Regions from separate parts of the Sus scrofa genome. Here all the other regions are linked to region 1. A link is a contact called in public Hi-C data. All regions are on one chromosome and are shown on one strand. The core of a region is the stretch at or near the end of the contact, and the rest is flanking DNA. Distances in the headings are between cores, read along the strand shown. Region 1 holds the start of MYC (MYC proto-oncogene, bHLH transcription factor). Region 2 has its middle 480 kb from the start of MYC. Region 3 has its middle 490 kb from the start of MYC.

Region 1 (3,477 bases), core at 621-3,120:
AGCGGCTGCGCGCGGCCCCCCTCCCGCGCCAGGGCCCCTCCGCGCCGCGCCCGTTCCCACTCGCGCCCTCGCCGCGCTCCTTCCCCCGCCGGCGCCACCGCCCCTCCCAACCTCCCCTCTCCGCCTCCTCCATCCCCACCCCCCGCGCGCCCCCCTTCCTTCCTTTGCCGGCTTTTCTTCTTTTCTCTCTCCGGCTGGGGTAGAGAGCTCAGTCTTCGGGCCTTAACCCCCACCTCCGACCAATGAAAGGGTGTGTGGGGGGTCTGTTAAATAACAGACACCTCCCTGCAACACCCAGTACGGCGACGCAACTGCGCCAGAGACCCTGCTGCAATTCCGCGCCCGAAGCCGGGCGTCTTCCCCTCTCCCGCCGCCGAGGGTAGCAGCTGTTCTGGAAAAGCCCCGAACCCCGCTGCCCGCAGTCCCTCCGCATCGCAGGGACACCCGAGCGGGGACACCAGAGGCGGCCGAGGAGCCAAGGCGGGGTGCGGAGATTTGTCCTCGTTTTCCCCCGAGTCAATAATTCCAGGAGAATCGGACACATCTTTGCGCCAGCCTCCCTCTCCCCCGTCCCCGCGCTTCCCCAACACCAAGTCTTAACATCTCCGAGGACCAAGAGCTTTAATTTCATTATTCTTTTAAAAAGCCAAACGCCAACTTCTAAGAGGAGCCGGGGGGCGAATTGAAGCGCCGCGGGGATCGGCGGGCGGGACTCGCCGCAGTCTCCGCTGTCACAAATGCGGTAAGCCGAAATTTAAATGCCCTTTCGGAGACGGCAAAAAGTCAGAGGCTGCGGAGCTCTCGCTCCACACGCAATATGTAATTCTTACTCCTAGGAGCTCAGGACGTAAAGGGTTTTCTGCCCACTGCGAAGCATACCCCCCTTCTCCCTCCAAAAGGCAAAAAAGCAATCAAATGCAATAAAGCAAGAATGCCCAGCCGGCCGAGGTCAGCGTTCATCTACATTAAAACAAAAATACACAAAAACAACCAACCCCTCTAAAGGCTACTTTCAAAAAAAAGCACCCCGTTCTCCCTCTGCCTTCCTCTCTTCCTTCTTGACAAGTCATTGCACCCCGACCCAGCTCTGGTTCGTCCCCACCCTACCCCGACCAACCACAACTACTCTGAGAAAAGTGTCAATAGAGCAGGAATGGGAGAAAAGACACCCCAATTCGGGCATTCGACTCATCGCGGATTGAAAGCGGTAGCAAGAAGAAATTAAAAGACAAATAGGTCTGGGTGCTCACCGGGTTTTCCACTATCCGAAGGAAATCCAGCGTCCAAAAAGCGGCGAGGAGCGCCTTTCAGAGGAGCGAGTCGTGGGCAGCGACAGGGAAAAGTGTCTCCCCAAATAGGCAGAATAGCCTCTCCGCGTCCGGAGAGTCGCGTTGTCGCTCGGGTGTTGTAAGTTCCAGTGGAAAGTACCCGCCCGCTGCAGTGGGCAAAGTTTCGTGGATGCGGCGCGGGTGGCGGACCGCTGGCAGGGGTCGGCGGGCAGGGTGGGGTGGGGGCGGCCGGGACGGAGGCGAAGACCCTCTTTCACTCCGGATCTCCCTTCCCCCGGGCGCCCAGAGCGCGACTCAGCTTGCTCGGCCGGCTCTGCTCTTCCACCCTGGAGGGCCCGCCCGCTCGCTCCCTCTGCCTCTCGCTGGAATTACTACAGCGAGTCAGAGAAAGCCCAGAAAACCGGCTTTTATACTGCTAGGAACACCCCTCCCCTCCGTGCTCTTTTTCCCGCCAAGCCTCTGTATAGCCCTGCCCTTCCAGAGGCAGTGGGGAGCCTAGCGGTGGCCGGGGTGCGGCAAAGGCGGCGGCAGCCGAGAGATGCGCAGCCGGAGGGTCCTCAGCCGCGCAGACCCTCGCCTATAAAGGGCCGGTGGGCGGGGATTCGCGAGAGCGGATCTTTTTTTTCTTTTTCCCCCCGCCCTCGGCTTTGGGAACCCGGGAGGGGCGCTTCAGCCCGGGGAGGGAGGGAGGGGTTGGGTGGTTGGGAGGGAGGAGACTCAGCCCTTTGAGCCTGGCACTCCAGTGCGCAGAGCTTTCGGATGTAAACAGAGTAAGAGTGCCGCATGAATTAACTGCGCGCGCCTACCATTTTCTTTTGCTCCCGCTCAAACCCTCTTTCTCTGCTGCTTGCTCCTCTGGCGCAGCGCTCTGGGTGACAAACCGCATACTGGTCCCTTGTGCTTAAATCATCGCGGGCGGAACAGCTGACCCTCCACACTGAGAATACACGGTGTACCCACCGCCAAGCCACGCACGTCCCGGGCCGAGGGGGCGCCTCCCTAAGACTGGGGAAAGGGCAGCGTTTGGAAAATAAGCCCTACGAAGAGAGGAGGAAAGAAGGGGGTATTTGCGGGTGCGCGTTGTGTGTGTGTGGTGTGGGGTAAGTGTAGATGGGGAAAAATGATCAGAGGTGTAGGGAGGAAAATGGTACCTGGAATTATTTTAAAAAACTCAGCAACGCATTGCCACGTATACTTGGAGAGCGAGTTCTGAATAAACACCCACTGCATTTGTTGGGGGTGTTAGGCATTCTGTGTGTACAGCTACCTCGACTGAGCACCTTCCATCTAGAATGAAACCCCTAAATCGCTGCCAAAGCCTCGGTCGACCCCTCACCTCCGGGCTCCGCTGGCGCAGACCGACACAGACCTCCGCGGGAGCCCGCTTGCCCCCCTGGACGCGCTAAGCCCTGAGATCTTTCTGCCGGTTCCGGAGCTGGAGTAAAGGAGGAGCGCGCTTGCGGGTGCGCGCTGCGGGGGACTCTCCGCTCCCTACCCACTCTCTGCTCCCCACCCACTCTCTGCCCTTCTGCACCCTCATCCCACACCCCCGCACCTCTCGCTCGGAGGTCCCAGTTCTGCACCCAGGTTTCAGTAGAGACGAATCCTTTTTGCGCCCCGTGGCGTCGGTTTGCACTACGCTGGGGCTCCCAGGTTGGGGGAAATCGAAGGCGCTAGACGCGAGAATACTGGGGAGGGGGACGCGAGTCGCAGGACCAGACTCCCCAGAAGAGGGAAGGAGACGAGCTGGCGGATCCTGCCTGGGGAGTCAGCATAGTCCCTGGCGACGAAAACCGTTAACTCTTTCCTCCTCGGACAAACTGGACGTTGACTTTCCTTTCTGGGTCTTCTTTGCTTTTTATTATTGGACTCGCGATCATGCACAGAAAAATGCATGGATTCTGATCTAAGGAGAGGAGCCAAGTATTAGGTGCCTTTTTTTTTGGGGGGGGGGAGTACTGTCGAGCCAATTAAAAACTGACGGAACTTAAGGCATTAATGTCTTTGTTCACAAAGTCTTAAATTTTTTTTCGGAATACCACAGCGAAAATGCACACGTTTAATCCATGTACATCTATATACATTTCAGTACACGTCAACCCAGAACGTTGCCCAACATGGCACATGATTTGTTCGCTCCCTCAATGAATCTATATTTAATATATAATGCATACTCCCTGGGGATTTG
Region 2 (3,477 bases), core at 483-2,982, 480 kb before region 1:
ACCAATCACGGAAACTGAAGGAGCAGGGAAAACTCCAAATACCCTTTGCTTCCAGCCACCACGGAGAAACAAAGAGACAGATACATCTACTCTTTCTTGTGGGCCTGCTGCAGCTGCATCATACTTTCGGGTCACCTAAGCAGATGAGAAGTTCCTCGTGGATGACACAAAAGGGCTGCGAGTCACTCAGACGTGAGAGCAGAGGGTCTTTCCCTACGAGGGCCAGATTGATGGAGGTATGGGGAGAAGGTGCACTCTGCAGACCGTGACAAAACAGCCACGTCCATTGATCATCTCCGACCATAGCCTTTCTCCTCCCCACCAGGGAACACGAGGTTCTAATCCAGAGCATGACTACACCTGCCACATCCTGTTGCCATGGCAGTCGCTGCCCCGAACTCACTCTTTGAAGAGGAGATTTTTTAAAAGCATTCCAACAGGAAGAAGGGTTCCTAATAATTTCATTCTTGAAGGGAACCCCTGGTCTGCAGGTAAATGGGTAAATCAAGCAGTGATGCCAGAAAGTTTACTCCAGTCATCCCATCTCAACATTCCACATCAGTCATGTGATTTTCACCTTTCCTGCCTCGAGAGACGTGGTGTGAGTTTCTAGGCTAGCGGTGTCCAGCTGGTAGGACCACTAATCACCGAGATGGTGCCAGATGCCCAGCACGGTGCATCAGAGAGCTTATCAGCCTTTATCCTCACAATGACCTTAGAGCGAGGCAGGCACAACCCATTCACAGAGGAGGGAAGGAGGGTTTACCTCTGTGTTTAGAAGAGGGGACTTGACTGGAGTTTCAAAGGAAGAACGCAACTTAAACAGCCTTCCCCTACATAGCATGGCATCGTGTAAGGGGATGGGCAATGGCCCTTAGATCAGTCCCTCTAGGTTGGAAATCCACTTGTCAGCTGTGTGACCCAGGGCAAGTCTCAGAAACACCCTCACTGCAGCAGCAATGGGGACTATATCACCTTTATTCCAGGCATCTGAATATTGACTAAACCGATATACAGGAGATTTTTTGATGTATTGAAGACACTCAAGAAAAGTTTGGTGAAGCCTAACGGGGAAGAGATGAGACACAAAACAAGCAGAAAGCCAAGCAGGGGAGATGGAATAATGCATCGCCTGCAGAAGGAGCAGCTGAGCAGCAGGGACTAGAATCAAGAGGGGAGGAGTCTGGGCTTGACAGAAAGAGGAGAGGGAGCCCTTGCAAGTTTGTTTGTTTTGAATGGCCACATCCTGGGCATGTTGAAGTTCCCAGGCCAGGGACTGCATCCAAGCCACAGCTGCAGCAGCAGCAGATGCTTTAACACACTGTGCTGGGCCAGGGATTAAACCCATGCCTCTGGAGTGACTGAGCTCCTGTAGTCTGATTCTTAACCCACTGTGCCACAGTGGGAACACTCCCTTGCAAAGGTTTTTTTTTTCGGCATCGTCTGCAACATATGGAAGTTCCCCAGGCTAGGGGGCAAATCAGAGCTGCAACTACACAGCCACAGCAACACTAGATCCCAGCCACATCTGCGACCTACGCCCCACTGAGCTAGGCCAGGGATCGAACCCGCATCCTCAGGGATACTTGTTGAGTTCTTAACCCACTGTGTCATAGGAGGAACGCCCCCTTTGGAGTTTTGAGCAGAGGAGGAGCAAGGCCAAAGGACAGATATGTAGAGACCTCCCTGGTCCCTGGGACCTGAGATAATGATCACTTTGGCATCCCCACAGCTGCCCAATCGCAGCTAACGTTTGTCGTCATCGTCTGATGCTTCTGATGCTACGGTAGTTTTTCTCAAAGTAATTGCCAGCCAGCAGCAGAATTCTCTGAGGAGCCTGAGAAAATGACATACTCCCAGGCCCAGCCCAGGCTTAGGAATTCAGAAAGTTTTGGAGATAACGCCCAGGAATTCATATGCTTCCAAAGGTCCTTACTCACACTGATGTCTGAAAGCCATTGGTCTAAAACAAGAGGTTTTAACTTAGAGTAAAGAAAAGTCCTCATCAGAGCTGGTCCTATTATCATCACCAGGGCTCTGGGTTTCCCAGGGCCATTCATAAGATAATAATAAACCCAAGACAGTTGTAGCCCTCTTTTAAACTGCCAGATGCCTAAAAATAAAGTCCTCGAGCAATGTGAGTTCAAGCCTCAGAAAAGTGGCCAGAGGAGGAATTACAATTAGAACCTGACACCCTGTTACAGAGCAGGACTTTTTTTAGGCCCGTAGCACATGCCAACTCAGTGGCCTAGGACGTAGCCCAGCTGAAGTTCAGCTTCCACGACTGGCTAAATCGAGGCAGCTGACCGGGACCCTCAGCAGCTCTGAGATTCAAAGCAGAGATGCTGAGCCTGGGGAGGGAAATGCAAAGTGGTTCAAGTCAGGGCAAGCGCATCGGCTCAGCACCTAGCATGAGACAAGAATATCGAGGCCCACCCTCAGGGGACTGCAATCCAGGGTAGTACAAAACACAAGAATATGGCATCATGGCAGAAAAAAAAAAAATGATTAGGGAAACAGAGGAAAATAAAAGATTGATTTTTTTTTTTTATTGAAGTCTGATTGATTTACAAGGTTCTGTCAATTTCTACTCTCTAGCAAATTGACTCGGTCATATATATATATATATACTTCCCTTTTAAGAGATTGATTTTTAAATAGGTTAGGAAGGAAAGGTTCTATGGAGGAGGTTGACAATTGAGTAGGGTTTTGGGGGGTCTCTTTTGGTTTGGTTTTTGTTGTTGTTTTTGTTGTTGTTGTTGTTGTCGTCTTTTTGGGGCTGCACCCATGGCCTGTGGAGGTTTCCAGGCTAGGGAGCTAATCGGAGCTGCAGCCAACGCCACAGCCACAGCAACACCAGATCCAAGCCGCATCTGTGATCTACACCACAGCTCACCACAATGCTGGATCCTTAACCCACTGAGCAAGGCCAGGGATCAAACCCGCAACCTCATGGTTCCTAGTCAGATTCGTTTCCGCTGCACACAGACAGGAAAAATGTTATCTGCAAAGAAATGCTCAGGAAACTAGGAAGTGCTGAAGATTCTGATGTAATGGAGGAGTTGGTTTCTTTCCCAGAAATAACGGGGCAAGAGCTTGGGAAGAGAGATTGGGAGCCATTCGCGAATGCCTTGAATGCCAGGCCAAGAAAAGGGGACATTAGTGTGTAGGCAATACAGAGAACTTTATTAAAATAACCTTGGTGACTAGATGGAGAGGAATTTACAGTGATGAGATGTAAAAGCCTTTATCAATCATCCTTACAGGCAGGATAGATCTGTATCTCCCTCAAGGATGAGGTTCCAGAGAGAAGGATGATATTCTTGGAATGCCTGTTTCTTCTTCTGAGCTTAGCATAGCACTGGGGGGTGGGGGGGGTGAGGACAAAAGGCATTAAACAAATGTGTGCCAAAGTGATTTGAAGGCAGGTGGATCAGTTCGGAGCTACCATAATTTTCTAGGCAGCAGGGATCATGA
Region 3 (3,477 bases), core at 358-2,857, 490 kb after region 1:
ATGGGCTCCCAACTCTATGGATCTGGGTCCTTGCTTGATGTCATGTTATAAGCTTCCAGGAGATAACGGTATATATTTAATAGCCTTCCTCGGGTTGTGTAATTTCATATGGGTATCATACCACACAAACACAACACACACACACACACACACACACACGCACACACACGAGTGGTCTGAAAACAGGAAGGAATATCACAGAGGCAAATAGGTCTACAAACAAGAGACCCTTTCAGGAAAAACTCCAGATGCGCCACTCGATACCTTCTGAAACACTGAGGATCAGACCAACATCCCCCATCACGCTCTTGGGCTCCAGCTTCCAATCAGGGAAGCAGACATTTTGCCGCCTCCATTTTAAATTTAGATTTTTGATGTCATCTCCTGGCTTAAACGTGAGTCATAGTGGACGGCCAAGTTCACATGGCTGTTTTCTCCAACTTCAGCTTTCTTCTAATCTGTGCTCTCCTGCCAGTTTTCACTCATTCCTTCACAGAGAGCCTGCCACCCCCTCCACTTTTTTTTTTTCCTTCAATTCATGGAAATGAATCAGGTCTGCGATGGCGTCATTCAAAAGAGAAAGCTAATTAACAAGGCCCCTTTTCCTTCCTCTTAGAGACCTTGCAATAGCGTCCCCCTTTTGGAGACACAAGCCAGGAAGGAAGCTTTTCAGTGCAGCTGTGAATAGAGACGCCTGGCTTAGGTTCTGGGGAAACTGGGTGATCCTTCCCAGTTAAATTGTGAGCTCCCTGAGGACTGGATTTAAGCTGCTTTGTTTTCACCAGGGTCAGGATAAACAGAAGAACCTCAGGCTAACTAAACAGACGGAGTGTATGATAAGATGACACAAACACTGACTCCAGAGCGACTATAAACGAGGCTAAGTTGCTATATGGGGAAAGATATTTTTCGAGGAGACATTCATAGTGAGATGAGAGTTCTAATAAACACTGGAGCTTACATAGCTCTTATTATGTGTCAGGAATTGTTTTAAATGTTTTACTTATGTCAAGTCACTTAATACTGAAAGCTATCCACAGGCGTAAGTACTGTTATAACTCCATTTTACAGGTGAGAAAACACAAGTATAAGGAAGGTAAAGTGATTTGTCCAAGGTCATTCACACAGTTAATGTCAGAGCTAGGACTTGAACTCAGATCATTTAGTTCAGGAGTACATGCTTATAATCACGGCACCTCAATGTTTATTCAAAGTATACATAAGTGGCTTTAATTTGGTTTGAAACAGTGTATGAGAGCAGGATGCATCCTGTCTCTAGTGCATGCGGATCAGAGGTGTATTTATTTGGACTGTATGGTGCTGAGTCAAAAATATTTTACATTCAAGTTAGTTGCTTATATTTTCAAATCGAGATGGTTCTGTATAAAATATAGATCTATGTAGATCTATAGCTTCTATTGAAGAAATTGGACTTGATGAAAACTCTGAGCCTAATATTGCATGGCAACAGTTGGCTGGAGCTGAGGGGCTGGTACTCTCTTTTAACTAAGCCATACTTTGGTCCAGCTTTCTGCAGGCTGCACCCACTCCCTACTGCCTTCCCAACACGAGGCCATTTGGTATCTTATTTCAGCCTGCTTCATTTCTGTTCCCACTTGGTAACATAAGCCCGAAGGGTATTAAGGTTTGTGGTTCCACTCTAGAGAAAGAAAGAAGATTTTTCTCTACCAGGTGAATCTATATCATACTGACTTTGGGTGAAATCACTTAACATACCCACGCTCAATTTTTATCTTTACTTTAGGAAATGAGGAGGGAAAAAAAGAATATTATAATACCTCCCACCCTAGAAACACAAAGGATAAAAAAAAAAAAAAAAAAAAAAAAACCACTTCAGAGTAGCCTCATTTATGGATTGGCAGGAAGGAATTCCTGTCCTGTCTAGGTTTGTTGAGGGGTCAATCGGGATAAATGCCTGTGGACGCTCTCAATAAGCCACTAAGTACACTCAATCTTTAAGATAACGCTGGAGTTCATATTTTAAAGCCACTTTTATATAAAAAGTCTTGTTGACCGCTCTGAAAACTGCCAAGTGAAGTAGGCAATGTAGACTTTATAATCTCTCAAACTGTACCTTTCATTTTATAGATTTTGAAACTGAGGCGAGAGTAGATTAAATTACTTGTTGCTAAGCCATGTAAGTGCAGAGACAGAATGTGCTATGGACTGGATATTTGTTTCTTTCCAAAACTCTTATGTTGAAGCCTTATTCCCAATATAATGGCATTTGGAGGTGGAACCTTTGGTAGGATATTAGATCATAAGGATGGTGTCTTCAGCAGTGAGATTAGTGCCCTTGTAAGAAGAATCAAGAGAGAGATGCTCTCTCTCTTCCATGTAAGGACACAGCAAGAAGGTGGACATCTGCCAACCAGGAGTAGAATTCTGAATTGATCTTGGACCTTGCTCCTTGATCTTGGACTTCCCAGCCTTCACAGAACTGTGATAAATACAATCCTGTTGTTTAAGCAAACTAGTTTAGGGCATTTTGTTAGAGCGACCCAAACTAATACAGGATAGGACCCCAAAACTGACTCTTGGGTGAGGGGCTCTTCTTTCAAGATCCTGTGATGCCTCTTCCCTAGTAGATCTAGTTTCAGATTCCAAAGCCTCAACTTCAGTTGTATTTTGACATAGGACCTTCATACTCTTAAAAAGCAATCTTGACAAACATTACAGCTGACTGGTTAAAACACTAGACTAGGAGCCAAGCACACTGGATTTTGTACTAGGTTCTGCAATTCACTATCTTTATCACTTTGGACCAGTGACCCAATCCTTGAAGCTCCAATTTACTCATTCATAAAATAGGGGAAATGTCACCTCCTCAAAATGCGTCACGAATTTGCTGCCAAACTTAACAAAGATAATATCAGTGACAATATGACACCAATATAAATTAACATCAGGATGTGTATATCTCAGCCTTGTGACTAAAGACTAAATTTCTTTTTTCTTCTCTCTCTCTCTCTCTTTTTGGCCATGTCCGTGGCATGCGGAAGTTCCTTAGCCAGGGATCGAACCCATACTACGGCAGTGACTCAAGCCGCTGCAGTGACAATGCTGGATCCTTAACCCTCTGCACCACAAGGAAATTCCAAGACTGAACTTCTTAAGGGTAGGGTAGAGACTGTCCTCTCTATTCTTCATGATTCTGTAGTTATCAGGTGGCTCCAGCTAGAACAATAGAAGTAGCCATGGAGGGATTCTTTTGGGGGATTGTTCTGAAATGAAGGAGGATGTTTAAGGAGAGGGTTGTTTGCATCTCATCTGTGTGAGCATCAGTCTATAAGGTTTCAAGAACTTCCTGACCACCTTTGGCCACCTTGCCAAAAGCCAAGACTTAGGGTTGGGTGGAAGGAACCTTAGAGGTGAAGTCTTGAACACATGGCTTTAAACTTGGCTCAGTTCTCTTGAAACTCTTAGGCAAATTACTTCACCCTCAGATTCAGCTGG

What was found. Hi-C and Micro-C count contacts between places; a contact is called where the count stands out from the background.
Region 2: a Hi-C map of omental adipose tissue shows a contact between it and region 1, with 2.4 times the contacts expected there. The contact joins the enhancer-like site here to the promoter of MYC in region 1. A contact is called at or near these places in 1 of 5 promoter capture datasets (fetal skeletal muscle), 16 of 47 Hi-C or Micro-C datasets (alveolar macrophages, brain, embryonic fibroblasts and 11 more) and 2 of 2 datasets of contacts at active chromatin or transcription factors (alveolar macrophages and skeletal muscle).
Region 3: a Hi-C map of retroperitoneal adipose tissue shows a contact between it and region 1, with 1.7 times the contacts expected there. The contact joins the enhancer-like site here to the promoter of MYC in region 1. A contact is called at or near these places in 1 of 5 promoter capture datasets (liver) and 4 of 47 Hi-C or Micro-C datasets (embryonic fibroblasts, omental adipose tissue and retroperitoneal adipose tissue).

The regions. Positions count from the first base shown.
Region 1 is chr4:12,458,490-12,461,966 of Sscrofa11.1, forward strand. It overlaps MYC (MYC proto-oncogene, bHLH transcription factor), which reads right to left and starts at 1,871. Exons shown (of 4, transcript NM_001005154.1): 1 at 1,251-1,871. The coding sequence starts at 1,280.
Region 2 is chr4:11,975,254-11,978,730 of Sscrofa11.1, forward strand. No RefSeq gene overlaps it. Among named protein-coding and RNA genes, the nearest start is that of MYC, 480 kb to the right of the region's middle. Within about 2 kb of position 1,733, at least 4 of the 83 cell types and tissues checked have an H3K27ac peak or open chromatin away from gene starts, as enhancers often do. A contact at or near this core is called in omental adipose tissue, where this site is marked.
Region 3 is chr4:12,946,159-12,949,635 of Sscrofa11.1, forward strand. No RefSeq gene overlaps it. Among named protein-coding and RNA genes, the nearest start is that of MYC, 490 kb to the left of the region's middle. Within about 2 kb of position 1,608, at least 14 of the 83 cell types and tissues checked have an H3K27ac peak or open chromatin away from gene starts, as enhancers often do. A contact at or near this core is called in liver and retroperitoneal adipose tissue, where this site is marked.